Regions from separate parts of the Mus musculus genome. Here region 1 is linked to region 2. Evidence: chromatin contacts called from public Hi-C data. All regions are on one chromosome and are shown on one strand. Each heading gives the region's core, a stretch centred on a gene start, on an enhancer-like site or on the middle of the called end of the contact. The rest is flanking DNA. Distances are from core to core; before and after follow the strand shown.

Region 1 (2,700 bases), core at 74-2,573, 380 kb after region 2:
CTCTGAAGAACCCCACTCATCAGGAGGAAGCCAACCACAGATGCACCCAAGTTCAAGGCAGGAACAAAGACAGTGACCACATGGCCAGTTAGACTTGGGGTTATTGGGGAACCCCAAGAAGGGGTTGAACACCTGAGCAGTGGACATGGCCTATCAAGAGCTGTGGCCTGGGTGGGCATCCAAGGAAACAGAAGCCTTGGTTCCTGCAGGGGAGGTTGAGACAGGGTGCAGGGGTGTCCCCAGCTTGCCTTAGCCTGGGGCTCTCTGGTGATGCAAGAGAGGGGAGGTGTCAAGAAGAACCATGGTCACCTTAGTGCCACAGTAGGATGGGGACAGGAGCTGGACACCCCACATTGGGTCCTAGCCTGGGTCCCCATTCCAGCCTGCAGTTGGGTCTTCTGTGCATCCTCCTGGGGGAGCAAGGCTGACAGGTCCTCGTATAGGGACAGGGCAATGCATAGACAGACCGGTTCCTGCAAAGGCCCGATGGTGGAAGACGCCTGTCTAGGATGCAGAGGCTTTCAGAAAGAAGCCATGAAAAAGGCGTTTAGCGTGCCAAGGGGAGGGTCTGGGCTTCATCCCCAGATCTCGGGGACCCGGTGCAGGTGTCCTAGAGGGACTTAAGGCTTTGTGGTCCAGGGTATCCGGTGTGACTCACTGTCCGGCCTCTTGTGGCCTGCATGTTATAGGTAGGGAAACTGAGGGTCGGAGAGGCCTCTCCTAAGAAAGCCACCCGTCTGCCCGCCCCCGTGCCGAGCACGTCTGCACACCATGGGGGGAGGGTATCGCGGAACCCCCAATGCAAAAGGAGGGGCCTACGATGCACGCATAGTCTGTGTGCTCACACAGACGGGCCCCTAGACCCTCGTGCACCCCGAAGACCCCTGGACGACGGAAGTGGCCGGATCCGGGGTCGTGTCCCGCTCTCCGCCCCGTTGCGGGCGGGGACCTCCCGGCCTTAGAGACCCTGTCTCTACCCCGCAGGCTGCACAGCCCCACGCTCAGCTCGGAGCCCGGTTTTGTGCGGCTCCTTCTCTCCTCGGGTCCTCCCCACCACCATCGACTCACCCACTCCGGCCGCCGTCGCCACCACCACGACCGCCGCCGCCGTCGCCGCAGCCGCGGGATCCCTGCGTCAGCCACCGTCGCCGCGGTTCCAAGCCTTCGGGCCCGCCCCCAGGCGGAAATAGCCGAGCGCACTCGGGTCGGGAGGGCGGGCCTTTCCCCCCACACGAGGCGGAGCCCGAAGACCGAGGCACGCGGGCAAGCCTCCGGAAGCTGCCGAGTGTGCTCCCGCGGGAATGGGAGGCTGGGCTTTGCCACGAGACAGCCGAGGCTGGTCGGAGACAGCCGAGCACGGCCGTCGGAGGCTCACGAAAACACTAGAAAGCGGAAGGGTCGGGAACGCATTCGGTCCGAAGCTGGGCTCGGTGGACTTGGGACTCTGAGATACCCGAGCCATTCCGGAAGCAGCAGAACGTGCCATAACAGGGGTTTGTTTGTGTTTTTTACGAAGTCGTGAACCTGCCAGACCGCGGAATGTGTCTGGGAGGAACCGAACGACCTCAACTCCAGGCCTTGGGAGTTGACTCGGAGGCCGCCGATAGCTTCCGGAAATTGCCGAAGGTCCACTGGACGAGCTCGGCAGCTGTACCCTCAATGGAGAGCCGCTGGTGGAAGGAATGGAAGGCGAAGGCACTGCCATGACAACCCTAGGCGTCCGGAAACAGCCGAAGTGTCTCCGGCCCAACACGCGCGAGAATGCGGCTTATCAGCGTCCGGAAGCGAGATTGTTTCCGGAAATACGGACAGACTCTGGCGAGACGGAGAGAACCAGAAGTTGCCGAGCTTGTTCGGCTGATTTCCGAGGGATTCATTTATCTATTTTAGCTCACCGCAAAGACTAGGGTAGAAAATTGGGACGGAGGGGTTGCAGCGAGAGTTCGGCAGTTAAGCATGCTCACTGCTCTTGCACAGGATCCAGGTTCAGTAAATTACAGCCGCGTATAACCCGACTGGAATTAAAAGCAAGAGCTATGACGCCCAGCGTTTTGGATTTTTCCTTTTTAAGATTTTGTGTTTTTCTTCATGTTCAACTGTGCGCCTTGTGAGTACCTGGTGTCTGTGGAAGTTAGAAGAGACATCGGATGCTCTAGAACTTGAGTTACGGCTGTGAGCTGCCATGTAGGTGCTGGGAATACAACCTGGGTCCTCTAGAAGAGCAGCCAGTGCTTTTAATCATTGATTCCTTTGGCTTTATTATTTGAAACAGGGTCTTGTTATTAGCCCAGGCTGTATCTGAACTCATGATCCTTCTGCTTCGTGCCTCCCCACGCCCCCACCTCCAAGTGTTAGGATTACATGTGTATACAGCCATGCCTGGAAACACTTCATTTTAGAGATGAGATTTTGCCCTATTGCCCTAGCCAGGATCCCAGCCTGCTAGGTAGCTGGGATGCAGGCTGGCTTGGATTAAGTGTTTAACCAAACCCCTATACAGCCAACAAAACTCACTTAGATGATATCGAGCCATCAGTTTTTCCCTACCCCCAGCCACTCACAAATGCACACACCAGTATCAGATGTCTTCATGGGACTTTATTTGATGCCAGCTCCAAGATGGGTAGAGGGCTACTCATGCACAGCCTTGGTCTCCCTTCCAGCAGAAGGTACTGGCTGCGAGTCAGGGAGGTGCAGAGG
Region 2 (2,805 bases), core at 143-2,642:
CCCTGAGGGCCCTGCATCTGACACCCCCCTCCCAGTTACTAAGACACTGCTTCCGTATCGCAAGCTATCAGATATTAACAGTGGAGGCCTCAGTGAAGTCAGGAGCATAGGGAGGACTTGGCACCATCAAGCCGGATGAGGCTGCCTGACTCACCAGGAGATCCGGGGCCTGCCTGCCCTGGGCACCTGGTTCACCTTGTTCCTGAAGGTGGGTGGGTGATAAGACACCTAGCACTCCTAGGGGAGATGACAGGGCCAGGGGCCTTTGTGCCTGTGGCAGTCACTTGTGGGACGGCCTACACTTCCCCTCAGGTCCTGGTTGGCTCTGCTCCTGTTCAGCCCTGTGATGTGGTAGCAGTGGCAGAGCCAGATTCCACTGTGGGGGGACTGTCAATAGAATCCTAGGCACAGGGAATCTGGGAGGCAGCACTCAGAGTTGAGTCCAGGACTCCGGGCTATGGCCTTGCTTCTGAATGACAGCTCCCTCCCTTGTCTGTCAGGGCTGAGACACTTCCTGTTCAGATCTGTAGCAGATGCTGGGCCCTGTGAGGATGTACAGCACAGGTAGGACTCTGTAAGATGCGGATGCAGGGGCTGGAGAGATGACTCAGTGGTAAAGGGCACTGGCTGCTCTTGCAGAAAACCTGGGTGTAATTCCTAGTACCCACATGGGCTCACAATACCTGTCCCTCCAGCCCCAAGGGCTCCTACAGCTAGCTTCTTCTGAGCTCCAATGGCACCAGCCACACATTCAGTGCACAGACATACATGCAGGCAAACACTCACTCAGAAGGTAAGTCTGTTAAGTAGATGTGGAAGGTTGGGACTTGGCTAAGAGGAATGCTTGTAGCTCAGTTGGTAAACTGTTTACCTAGAATGCACAAGGTTCTGGGTTAATCCACCTACCTCTATCTCCTGGGATATTTCATCATACCTTGCCCTCTGGCTTGATTTTTAAACATGGATTCAAAGTGATTAATAAGCATGAGCACACATGCACACATGTGCTCACAGACAGATAAACATACATTCATGCATGTCCACACTCATGCATACACACATACAGAGCAAAAGATGGACACACACACATGCATGCATACAGAGAGACAGACACACACATATCTGTGGGTCAAAGAATTCACACTTCCAGCTGATATGTCCCTGGTCTGCTGACCATGAACATGAGGGCATTCTTAGCTCTTGCCTAAGCACCGTCACACCCAGAGAGGCCAGATGGGCAGGCGAGCCACATGGGTATCCTGCTAGCGGGTTTCTCTGCCCAGCCTGGATCACCTCTGGAGCAGAGCCAGCTGGAGGGGAAGTCTGGGCAGGGGAGGGTGGGGCAGGCTGGCCAGGTGGCAGTGGCCTGGCTCTGGCATACAAGCCCTGGTGTAGCCCTGAATGGAGCATAGCCAGCAGCGGACACGTGTTGTCACCTCCCTGTGTACTGTCCTCAGACAGTATGGAGCAGGGGCTTGGTTCCTAGCTCCTTGCTCTCCCTGACCAGGGTCTGGCACTAGGATGGGGAGGTGAAAACTGTCTGTATGTGCTAGGGCCTGGCTTCATCTGAAAGGTGCCCAGAAAATAAAGCCCCTGTAAAGGGGATTGGCTGGCTCTTAAACAACTACACATGGCACATATTACCAGTCAGGATTGGCCACCCAATGCCGCATAAGCTATTTCCCTGTGCTTGTTTACACTGGAACTGCAGCAGCTAGTGTGGAGCCCCAAAGCAGGAGGTACAGGGAGATTCAGAGAGGAGAAAGGATTTGGATATGGCAGCCTCTGTGCAGGGCTAGGCCCTTCCTTTCTTCTAAACACCTAGACCCACCCTGGTTCCCTGGGCCTCACAGCCGGAGACTAACAGGCACAAGTCAGGCTGTGAAGGGCCAAAGGCCTGCACATCTCACACCAGGGCCCTGCACTCGTGGCCTTTGGTCCCATCTGCTCACCTGGAAGCCTAGGAAAGGAGCTGAGGAGGTAGAATGTGTGGCTCATGAACATGGCGCTGGCTGGGCACCCGTGAGGGGGCCCACTTCTATCTTTAGCATCAAATGAGCACAGAAGTCCCCAGGTTTTAGCCCCAGCAACAAGTGACCTTCATGTTTCATCTCAGGAAAGAAAACACCCCAGGCACACCTGCACCTTCTCATCTGCCACCCCCACCCCCACCCAGAGCTGGCATCAGCGACAAGCTGGAGGACCCTGGTTTCAACTCCCCACATCGATCCTGCCCCGCGAGCCATAGTGCTCCTTACCAGCCCCTAATCCAAGGTCTGGAGAGCAAATCCACACAGAGCTCACCAAATGACCTGTATCCCCATCCTTTCTGTGTCTCCCCGCCCCCTGCCACCCCCACCCCGCCATCTGTCCTAATCCACATTGCAGCCTACAGCCCCAGCAACTTGGGGCTTGCTGTGTCACATCAGGGAAAAGGGATGCTGAAGAACAATGGAAGGTGCTGTTTGGGGCAGTGTGAGTGGGCAGGATAGAGGGCTATGCCCAGGCAGCTTGTGCAAAGGCCCTGGGGTGAGCAGTGTAGCTGTGAGGTAAGGCTGGGGATGGGGAGGCTGATGGGGTGGGACAGGAGCAGATGGACGTGCAGAGGCTTAGGCTCATGGTGGGACTGACAGGGATGCCTTTAATGAGAATGGTGGTGAAAGTAACCACAGTAACCAGGAGAAGCAGTGTTGGTTCAAACTGGGAGCAGTGGGATGGGCAAGGAAGTGGGCATTGCCAGGAAACAGGTCAACGGGAGATATAAGCCTTTGAAAAGGGGAGGAGCCTGGAGAGATGCTCAATGGT

What was found. Hi-C and Micro-C count contacts between places; a contact is called where the count stands out from the background.
Region 1: a contact with region 2 is called in a Hi-C map of cerebellum, with 1.8 times the contacts expected there. The contact joins the promoter of 2010320M18Rik here to the enhancer-like site in region 2. A contact is called at or near these places in 1 of 484 Hi-C or Micro-C datasets (cerebellum), 2 of 115 datasets of contacts at active chromatin or transcription factors (embryonic stem cells and pancreatic cancer cells) and 1 of 9 other capture datasets (liver).

What each region holds. Positions count from the first base shown.
Region 1 is chr8:70,775,539-70,778,238 of GRCm38.p6, forward strand. It overlaps 2010320M18Rik (RIKEN cDNA 2010320M18 gene), which reads left to right and starts at 1,324. Exons shown (of 1, transcript NR_029440.1): 1 at 1,324-2,068. It overlaps Pik3r2 (phosphoinositide-3-kinase regulatory subunit 2), which reads right to left and starts at 1,174. Exons shown (of 16, transcript NM_008841.3): 1 at 1,069-1,174. Mast3 (microtubule associated serine/threonine kinase 3) reads right to left here. Exons shown (of 26, transcript NM_199308.2): 26 at 2,579-2,700.
Region 2 is chr8:70,394,524-70,397,328 of GRCm38.p6, forward strand. All of the region lies in intron 8 of Crtc1 (CREB regulated transcription coactivator 1), which reads right to left. Among named protein-coding and RNA genes, the nearest start is that of Gm51533, 21 kb to the left of the region's middle. Within about 2 kb of position 1,393, at least 24 of the 459 cell types and tissues checked have an H3K27ac peak or open chromatin away from gene starts, as enhancers often do. A contact at or near this core is called in cerebellum, where this site is marked.